Linked DNA regions of Neogale vison: region 2 is linked to region 1. The links are chromatin contacts, called in public Hi-C maps. All regions are on one chromosome and are shown on one strand. Each heading gives the region's core, a stretch centred on a gene start, on an enhancer-like site or on the middle of the called end of the contact. The rest is flanking DNA. Distances are from core to core; before and after follow the strand shown. Region 1 holds the start of PSME3 (proteasome activator complex subunit 3). Region 2 holds the start of RETREG3 (reticulophagy regulator 3).

The links. Hi-C and Micro-C count contacts between places; a contact is called where the count stands out from the background.
Region 2: a Hi-C map of muscle shows a contact between it and region 1, with 5 times the contacts expected there. The contact joins the promoter of RETREG3 here to the promoter of PSME3 in region 1. A contact is called at or near these places in 2 of 3 Hi-C or Micro-C datasets (fibroblasts and muscle).

Annotation. Positions count from the first base shown.
Region 1 is chr5:19,668,765-19,673,897 of ASM_NN_V1, reverse strand. PSME3 (proteasome activator complex subunit 3) reads left to right here and starts at 2,324. Exons shown (of 11, transcript XM_044247855.1): 1 at 2,324-2,579; 2 at 3,278-3,310; 3 at 3,432-3,494; 4 at 3,697-3,801; 5 at 4,902-4,950. The coding sequence starts at 2,538.
Region 2 is chr5:19,838,353-19,843,282 of ASM_NN_V1, reverse strand. It overlaps RETREG3 (reticulophagy regulator 3), which reads right to left and starts at 2,500. Exons shown (of 9, transcript XM_044247878.1): 1 at 2,232-2,500. The coding sequence starts at 2,470. LOC122906184 (tubulin gamma-1 chain) reads left to right here and starts at 2,814. Exons shown (of 11, transcript XM_044247877.1): 1 at 2,814-2,911; 2 at 3,230-3,342; 3 at 3,526-3,693; 4 at 4,719-4,787. The coding sequence starts at 2,863.

The DNA of each region.
Region 1 (5,133 bases), core at 1,075-3,574:
CACAGATGAGGGAATTGAGACCCAGCATTTCAATCATTTCCCGAAAATATCACAGAAAGGAGCTGAGGTAGGATTAACCCAAGTCTCTGATTCCAAAGGCTATGCATAATCAATGGCACTTTATTTATTTATTTTAAAGATTTTATTTATTTGACAGGCAGAGAGCACAAGTAGGCAGAGAGGCGGGCAGAGAGAGAGAGATAGAGGAAGGGAAGCAGGCTCCCTGCTGAGCAGAGAGACCAATTCGGGGCTCGATCCCAGGACACTGGGATTATGACCTGAGCTGAAGGCAGAGGCCTTAACCCACTGAGCCACCCAGGTGCCCCAATGGCACTTTATTTAATTGTGTATTCCTGCCATTTTCCTTGTGCTTAGCTCAGAGGCCTTCTCAGGATAAATGCTGAGCAGAAAGAATGACTCCAAAATGTAGATTAGACAACCTGCCTTCTTACTTAATTCAAAGGGACGCCTGGGTGGCTCAGTGAGTTGAGCCTCTGTCTCAGGGTCCTGGGATCCAGCCCCGCATTGGGCTCTCTGCTCAGGGGGGAGCCTGCTTCCCCCCCTTTATATTTTTATAATGTAAAAATATTATAATTTTTATAATATTATAAAAATTTTATAAATTTTTATTTTATAAAAAATAAAAAAAATTTTTTAATAAAAAATTTTATTTTTTAAAAAAATAATTTATTTATTATTCAAATAAATAAATAAAATCTTAAAAAATATATAAAATAGACCCCTGGTGTTCTCTACCTTAGTCATTTCCTAACATTCCTCAAATTTTGCAGTAATGTTGTCAGGTTATTTTCTGCTGTCTTTCGCCAGTATTAAGACCCAGGTGGCCAGAGAACTTGAGTCTTGTTTAACTTTTGACTTCCCTGAGATGCGCTTTTCTATTTTTTTTAATCTATTTATTTGATAGACAGAGAGAGATCACAAGTAGGCAGAAGGCAGGCAGAGAGAGGGGGAAGCATGCTCCCCGCTGAGCAGAGAGCCCGATGTGGGGCTCGATCCCAGGACCCTGAGATCATGACCTGAGCTGAAGGCAGAGGCTTAAACCACTGAGCCACCCAGGCGCCCCTCTATTTTTTTTTTTAAGATTTTATTTGTTTATTTTGAGAGAGCGAGCACTCTCTCAAAGCAGGGGGAAGAGGCGGAGGCAGAGAGAGAAGCAGACTCCCCGCTAAGCAAGGAGTCTGATGCAGGACTCAACCCCAGTACCCTGGGATCATGACCCCAGCCGAAGGTAGAGGCTTAACCGGCTGAGCCACCCATGTGCCTGAGATGTGCTTTTCAATTCAGGAGTCACTAGCCACATGTGGAATCTCTGAATCGAGAGAGACAATAAGTGTAAAATCCATACTTGATTTCAAAGACTTGGCTTGAGAAAAGAATGTGTAAGATCTCATCCATATTTTTATATTGATCACATATCGAAAATTTAATGTTTGGATAAACCGGGTTAAATTTATGATTAAAATTATTTTCACCTGTTTTGCCTTTTAACGTGACTACTAGATAATTTTTACTCACATAAGTGCCTCGCGTATTTCTAGTCTCTGGGACAATGCTGTTCCAGGGCCTAGTACAGGGTCCTGCCCCTATTTTATTGCGCGAAATAACCAGTGTTAAGAGACCGAATGAATGGATGAATGAAGAGCTATGGTCTCTGCCTCTTATTAGGAAAATAGAATATGGCATCGTCCTGTAAGTCAGGAGATCGGGGTTATGGTCCAGGTTTACTGGAAATACTATGCAGCCTTGGACTAGCAGTGCCCCACTCTGGGTGTCAATTTGCCCATCAGGCAGCTAAGCTAATCCCTGAGGTCTCGAAGTGTATGAGAGTAAGTGGCGGAGAAAGGTGGGGAAGCCTGGTACCACAGGATTTGACTTCTGTTTGGCTCCAGCCTAACACTAGGGCTTCGGCCGACGGGAGGAGGCAGCAAAAATCACAGACTAGAACCCCCCGAGTCCCGCGCCGGGACCGCCGGCTTCCTTGGACCGACGTCACTGGGGCGCGACGGCGTGGTCCTCCAGTCCCCGAGGCGGCAGCGGTTCAGAAGGTTCCCCCCGGCAAGGGCAAGCGCCGACCTAATAGAAGGTCAAACAGTATTCGAGTCTCTCTAATGCTCAGTTTTCAGCAAACCACCTTCTGTCACCCTCCCTCCCACTTCACCCTTACCCCGCACAGGAAGCCAGGGGATACGAGTCCGGCCCCAAGCGCCCAGTGCTAGACCCTAGCGCGGCTGCGCAGGGCACGTGCGCTTCTCCGGAGTCCCGGCGATTGGCTGTGACGTAACTTCCGGCGTGAGCGGCGAAAGCCGGGAGGGCGAGCGAGAGAGCGAGCAGGCAGCAGGCAGCAGGCGGGCGGGCGGACGGCACCGAGGGAGGGAGCGAGCGAGCGAGCAGTGAGTGAGCCAGCGAGGGCGGCCGCGTCCCTAGAACAGCCGAGATTCTTCCCGTCCCTCTGATCCCCTCCCCGGAGCCCACAGCGCCTCCGGTCTCCTGTGGAGCGGACACGGCCCGGCCCGGCCATGGCCTCGTTGCTGAAGGTGGATCAGGAAGTGAAGCTCAAGGTAGCGGCACCGGTCCGGGCCTCCTGACCCCTCGCTTCGATCCCCAAGCAGTCTGACCGGCTTCCCACTCCCCATGGCGTCTTTGTCTCCCTGGGGACACCAGCTCTGAGCTTCCGCTCAGCTTAGCCCAGCCCCCCACTCCCGGAGATGGCATCGGGGGAGAGGATATTATAGGGTGGCCTTCTGAACCACGTCTGGTGGTGGAGAGCCCCGGTGAGACCTCCGCAGACACGTGGTGGACGCAGCACTTTAGGCCAGTGACAGCTGGAAGTCCCCCAGCTCAGCAACGTCCCCGCCTCCGGATGCTACTGCTACTCTCTCTGCCCCTACCCTTGGTGTCAGACCTGCTTGGTATCAAAGGCTAGGTCTGGATGGGGGCTTGGCACGTTTGTGAGCTCATATCTCCCCTGTCTACCTGCCTTTTGTTTGCTCTCAAATTCAGACAGCTTCAGACTCAGGGAGGGAGGGTGAGAGGGAAGACAGGTGGGTGCTACTCCCAAGCCCCGCTTCCCTCTCCTGAGATGGAGAAATGGATCCTCAAAAAGATAAAGTATTTACAGTCTGGGGGCCTCTCAGCTTCTCATTACAATTATAAGGTGAGGGGAAGACAGCTGGATTTGGGCTTTCCTATCCTGCTGGTACCCCTGTTGCCAGGTGCTGACTTGCTGTTACTGAATTGCTCTCTTTGTTAATTTTAGGTTGATTCTTTCAGGGAGCGGATCACAAGTGAGGTGAGTGCAATAAATAGAAAAATAAGTGTTGGTTGATAGTTCGGAATTTCCCAGAGAAGAGATCTATAGAGAGAGACCTTCCCGCAGTTACTAATTGAAGTGTATTTTCCTTCATCTTCAGGCAGAAGACTTGGTGGCAAATTTTTTCCCAAAGAAGTTGTTAGAACTCGATAGTTTTTTGAAGGTGAGAGAGACCCTTTTCTTTTCTTTAAACCACCCCCCCCCTTTTTTTTGGCTCTGGTCTTTCTGTCAAATGGGAGAAATCATGTGTTGATTCTATTTTGTTTTGTACAGTAAAACACTATTTCTTGCCCTTCAAATGAAATACTTCTTTGTTCATTTTGAAAAGACTAATGTTGTTTTGGGGGTGGGTGTCTCTCTTTCAGGAACCAATCCTAAACATCCATGACCTAACTCAGATCCACTCAGACATGAATCTCCCAGTCCCTGACCCCATTCTTCTCACCAATAGCCATGATGGACTGGACGGTGTGAGTGTCCTGCGTTTTTCTTTGTATTCTGAAGCAGTAGTTCTCTATTCTCTTCCTAGTCAATTTGAATATGTACAGAGGAAACAGTGGGATTAGGATCTAGGAATGAGGGCTCTTACAGACGTGCTGATTCCAGTATACCACTTTTAGACCCTGATTTTCATTTATAGCATGAAGTGTATAACCTGATGCTACTCTGTCCTAGAGTGAGTGCCACATAAGACTGATAGCTGCAGGTTCCCTCAGGTTGTCTGGTCTGTCCCTGTGGCTCTAAGCAAGATTTTTCTCACCTATGTCAGTGTCTTATTTTTCTTTTTTCTTTAAAGATTTTATTTATTTATTTGACAGAGAGAGATACAGTGAGAGAGGGAGTACAAGTGGGGGGAGTGGAAGAGGGAAAAGCAGGCTTCCTGCCAAGCAGAGAGCCCAATGCAGGGCTTGATCCCAGGACCCTAGGATCATGATCTGAGCCAAAGGCAGACGCTTAACAACTAAGTCCCTTGTGTGCCCCCGTGTCAGTGTCTTGAGTATTGTTACAGAATGAGCAGTTTTTATTGTGTATTGGACTGTAGTCCCTGTCTTTGTTAGGTATCTTTTTAGCACCTAGTGCTTGTCAGTTACATGACCACGTTTTATAATAACAGTGATAACACTGTATTGTTGTTTGAGTTACTGTCTCATTGATAGAGCTTGCAATTGTGGAAAGCAGAAGCTGTCGTAATCAACTTTGTATCCCCAGCACCTAGTTCTATATCTGGTACATAACAGGTGCTAAGCACATGTTTGTTGATTGAATATTGTGCTTGTTTGTGGAACCAGAAGATGTGTACATATTCCCTTAATGATACTCACCCTGCATTGACTGGTTCATTTTTCCTGTTGTTTATAGTATCCCCTCCCCCCAAGTGCTTAATATGTCAGTTGACATATTCAACTAGAGTGTAAGTTGCTTTGTGGCAAGAATCTATCCTTAAAGCCCTGTATGTGCTTAGAAAATTGTGTATAAATTAAAACAACCTGTGGGGCAAAGTTACCCAAAGGGAAACTTGTGATGGGGATATGGGTGTGAAGAGCAGGCTAATTCCTGTCTCTATCCGTAGCCCACTTACAAGAAGCGAAGGTTGGATGAGTGTGAAGAGGCCTTCCAAGGTAAGAGCCAGCCCTACCACACCTACTCCCTGGTTTGCAGCCCTGAGCAGGGGGATCGATCTGGCAGTCTCTGATCAGGAAATAAGATCAGACTTGATTTTCCAGAGTTTGCATTCCCATGTTCTCCAAACGTGGTCATAATTTAGCACCCAAAACCTAATGTCCCAGTAAACAGGGAGGGCT
Region 2 (4,930 bases), core at 1,251-3,750, 170 kb before region 1:
AAGCTACCTTAGCTGTCACTCTGTAACCTTCATGGGTATGAGTCCTCTCTCCATAAAGTACCGGAGTCTCCAGTCACACCTTCCTTCTGCTGTAGCTCCTCACCTACATTATGGAGAGGGATGGGAATGTAACAAGTAACCACGTTCTGGATACACAGTAGGCAAGCTACCAGGAAATGGCAGAGATAAAGACCAATCACAAGGCTTTAAGAGAGGAAGATGTAAGAAAACAGGAGCTGAGTGCGATTCTAAACTTAGCCTATTAGTAAACTTGAGCATACACTGCTGAGGGCCAAAATTAAAGCTAACTCCAACAGTAGGAGCAGCCATGTTCAGATCTCAACTCCACAACCTACTTCTAAAGTTTCTCATGCAAGAGGCACAGGGAAAGTCCCCTGAGAAATAACAACAGACGTGCTACTGATTCATTTGTATTAACACACCCTTGGTTTCATTATTCATTTAAATCCTGATGGAGTTTTTATGTATCAGCCAATCATACTTGGATCCAAACTGGTTTAATGAGGACCAACTTTTTTTTCCCCAGGAGGACAATCTCAGTGGTAAAAAATGAAGTTCTGACTGGATGGTTTGGGGTTTAGGGCTGTGACGGGGAAGGTGGGGAAAGGAAGAGAAGATCATTTCAGAAAATGCTCTTGACCAATGGTGCTACAGTTAAAGGTTTCTGACAGAGTTAGAACAGGAAAAGAAGTAAGTACCTGGGGATCAAAGAAGCACTACCAAAAATAAATGAAGAATGCTGTAGGAAAACTTTATCACCAAGTTTGCTTAAGTCTCTGGAAGCAACTAATGTCAGAGACTGCTGCAACACCTTTAATCTGAGTCTTCTTCAAACTGTGAGGAGTAATAGCTGAACATTGTATCTTTCTGTCAAAGAATTTGAAATTGTGCTCCAGTTCACTAAAAATCTTTCAGACAAAAAATAATAAATGTGCTGGTTTTAAGACCAAGAATTTTAAGAGAAAAAAGTATTTTCAGCAAAAACATATTGCTGTCTGGGATGCCTGGGTGTCTCAGTCGTTAAGCGTCTGCGTTCTGCTCAGGTCTTGACCTCAGGGTCCTGGGATCGAGCCCCACATTGGGCTCCCTGCTCACTGGGAAGCCTGCTTCTCCCTCTCCCACTCCCTCTGCTTGTGTTCCTGCTCTTGCTGTCTCTCTCTCTCTCTCTGTGTGTGTGTGTCAAATAAATAAAATCTTAAAAACAAAACAAGACATATTTTCTTTGGAAATGTTCCATTTCAGACTTATCCAGAATAGGTTTTTCATTCAGCTGTAGACCCCCTCCCCAATACTGCAGTTCCCTTGGAATTTGGTGGATAATCCTTTCTTAGTTATGAATAATTCCGAAGTATGCTCAGCAGATTGTATGAAGACCTATGTCCACCTTAGGTCACGACAACCAAGAAGCAGCAGTTCCATTTCACATAGCATGATACACAGACTCTTAGAGCACATACACAGTCTCACTTCTCCAGCTGAGGAAAACTCACACACGCTCTTAGGCATCCTCAATTTCCCTGCCTATAAACCATGCCTAAGGATGGATCTCTAATTCTTTGGGAGGAGTTGCAATCATAAGTGGCTTTGAAACGGGTGAAACCTCACTATCACTATTTCATAACTGTTCTTCAAAAGCTTTTAATTTTCTTTCAACTTGCAGCTTTGGAGGCTCTCACTGACGCTCAGACTTCACAAACTTCCTTGAGCAGGAGAAAGAACACCTAACGTGCTAATTCTAATTCAGATCACTCTTATTCTATCACACCTATGGATACCTTTGCAACATCTCAAGTCTCACGCATCTACCCCCAGTAACAACTACTAAAATCAGAGCTCGGGGGGTGGTCTTCAAACCACATTTGAGCAAACAAGAGACGGGAAGTGATAGCCTTAAGTGACACAGCTTTCCCTAGCCAAAATGAGGCGCCCTCGCTCACTGCGAGCGGCTCAAGATGTTACCAGAAGCTCCTGCCATATGTACGGGGTGAAGCTGCGGGACAAGTAAAGCAGGGACGATAACTGGAAGGCCCTAGGGAGAACTGCGGTGCAAAGCCTGCAGGCGGAATGGAGTGGAAGGAGACGAGGCAAAATTAGACAGCTACTGTAAGGAGCCAATGCAGCGAAGAAAACAGGAGAGGCGAGAGGTAGAGCCCTAGAAAAACCTGACGAATTCGCGCCTGGAAGGGTTTCCGAGGGCCCAGTTCTCTCACCAGAAAGCCGCGTTCAGCCCCAGGCACCACAGGGCGCTCCTGGCTGGCCGCTCCCACACCAGGGCTGCCTGCACCCGGCTCAGCAGAGGCTCGTAAGGCCCCAGCACCTCCACCAGGGCCCGCTGCGCCGCCTCAACCTGCTGGTCTCGCTCCCAGGAGCCTGACAGAGCGCGGCGGCCCCTGAAAGTCGGCCCCGAGGCTGGGCCTGGGGCCGCGGCCACCCCCTCTGCCTCCGCCATCTCCCCCCCGGCAGCCACAACATCCGGGGCCGCGGCCCGACGGTCACAATAAACACCAACTGCGCAGATGCGCGATTCGGCGGGGGAGGCCGCGTTTTCCACAGTGCGCCTGCGCGCGGGCTCTAGCTCCCGTCCACCCAGAGGAAAGAACACTACATCAAAGTACGACCTCCGCGCCCAGGCGCAGAGCGCGACCCGGAGCTGCGCACGCGCAGTCTGCTCGACTGAAGCCGAATGAATAAGGACCTGCCATCGCCAGAACTCAGTTCTCATTGGAGCAGAGAAAGTTTGTGGGAGGAACAGGTTGTTTGGCGCCTGCGTCGTGCGGCTAGCGGCTTGAGAGCCGCGGCTTGGCTGGCGGGAGCGTGTGCAGCGCCGGTGCCTGAGGAGCGATGCCGAGGGAAATCATCACCCTACAGTTGGGCCAGTGCGGCAATCAGAGTGAGCGAACCTCCGGCCCCTCCACTACTTAGGTTCCTTAGATTCTGTGGGATCTCGCTGTGTGATCCTGGATTCCATCTGCCCTTCCCAGAATCGTAGTTTTCCGAAGGCGGGACATGCCTGACCCAGTGTCCAGTTGCCCAACCCCGAGGGGCCCTCCTCTCCCAGTCGCTGGCATACAGCCTTTTCTCCTACATGGGAGACTCCCGAAGCTTGACTTCCTGCCTTCAGACCCAGACGCTCAGTCCCTCAGTTCCTAGCTGGAATCTGCCCAGACCCAGATACCCTCTTTCTCCCCCGTCCGCCCGCCTCCCCCAGTTGGGTTCGAGTTCTGGAAACAGCTGTGCGCCGAGCATGGTATCAGCCCCGAGGGCATCGTGGAGGAGTTCGCCACCGAGGGCACTGACCGCAAGGACGTCTTTTTCTACCAGGTGCCCCCAGCGACTTGGCCAGGGGTTCTGAGGGAAGGGCAGGGGCCTGGTACCGGGAGACCCGCTGGGCAGAGGAACCAGGGCGGGAGGCTTGAGGAGGGAGGGCAGGCAGGAGCCAGAACTGGGAGGATGGAGGGCTGGGCCTTAGCTGATTGTGCCCCCTTGCTGGATGCCCCTTGGCAGGCAGACGATGAGCACTACATCCCCAGGGCGGTGCTGCTGGACTTGGAGCCCCGGGTGATCCACTCCATCCTCAACTCCCCCTATGCGAAGCTCTACAACCCAGAGAACATCTACCTGTCGGAGCATGGAGGAGGAGCTGGCAACAACTGGGCCAGTGGATTCTCGCAGGTCATTTGCTATTCTCTGGCAGGACCCACAACTCCCTTCCTGTGTGAGGACAGGTTGTATGACTTGTCGGAGAGAGAAGAAACCAGATCAAGGATGTATGCGTAGTGGAGAGGGAGAGAGAGATGGCTGAGCAGAGTTCTTTTTTTAAAGTCTACTACATAATATGGTTAAGACTGCACTTGCCAATGCTATGTGCCAGGCTATACTAAATGCTTTACATATAACTTACTTAAACCTCCCCACAACTGTAGAGGTAGATATTATAGGTTCATGGCCTCTTAACTGCTTTTTCAGATTCCAGAAAGCTGTGAAACCAAAAGATGATTTATAACTTATTTAGTAGCAAAACAAAATATTGGGTGCCTGGGTGGCTCATTCAGTAGAGCATGTGACTCTTGATCTTGGGGATTGTGAGTTCGAGACCCACGTTGGGTGTAGAAATTATTTAAAAATAAAATCTTTAAAAATAAACAACAAATCTCAGTGGAGATCAGCTATTTTAGCTTCTATCCAACTTGTCATTACTCATATGTGTCATTGCAGAAATATTCTGAGGGAAGAATAATAATTAATATTAATTATTAATTAATTAATCATTAATATATTACAATATTTGATTAACACACATTAGACACCCACTGGCGTTTTACTTAACATACATCATAAATACCATAGTATCTTACTTGAACGGGAAATATTTGAATCCCAAAACGTACCTGGCCCCAAGAATTTTAAATAAGGCATTGAAGAGTTGTATTATTCCCTTCTTTATACAGATGAGGAAACTGAGTAATGTGCCCAGAGTCACTTGGTTAAATAAAACTAGAACTAATACATGACCCGGATGTACCGTCTGCTCATACCCACTGTGCTTTACTGCCTCTCAATACAAATGAAAAGCAGGGCTACTATGCTCCACAAAAGGACTTCTGTGGTTCTGTAAAGAAAATCCAGGGTGGCTCTTCTGAGGTCAGAGTCCTTGTCCATGGTCCTGTCCCACTCTGACACTCCCCATGTCTGTACAGGGAGAGAAGATCCATGAGGACATTTTCGACATCATAGATCGGGAGGCAGATGGCAGTGACAGTCTAGAGGTGAGTGTCTTAGGAATGCTGGTGGGAGTTGTCATAGGAAAGGCTTGACGACACCCTTTAGAAGCCACCTGTTAGGTATAAGACCTCCCCATGTGCCCTTTCCACTGAACAAGCCACTGGGCTTTGTTGGACACAAAGCAGGG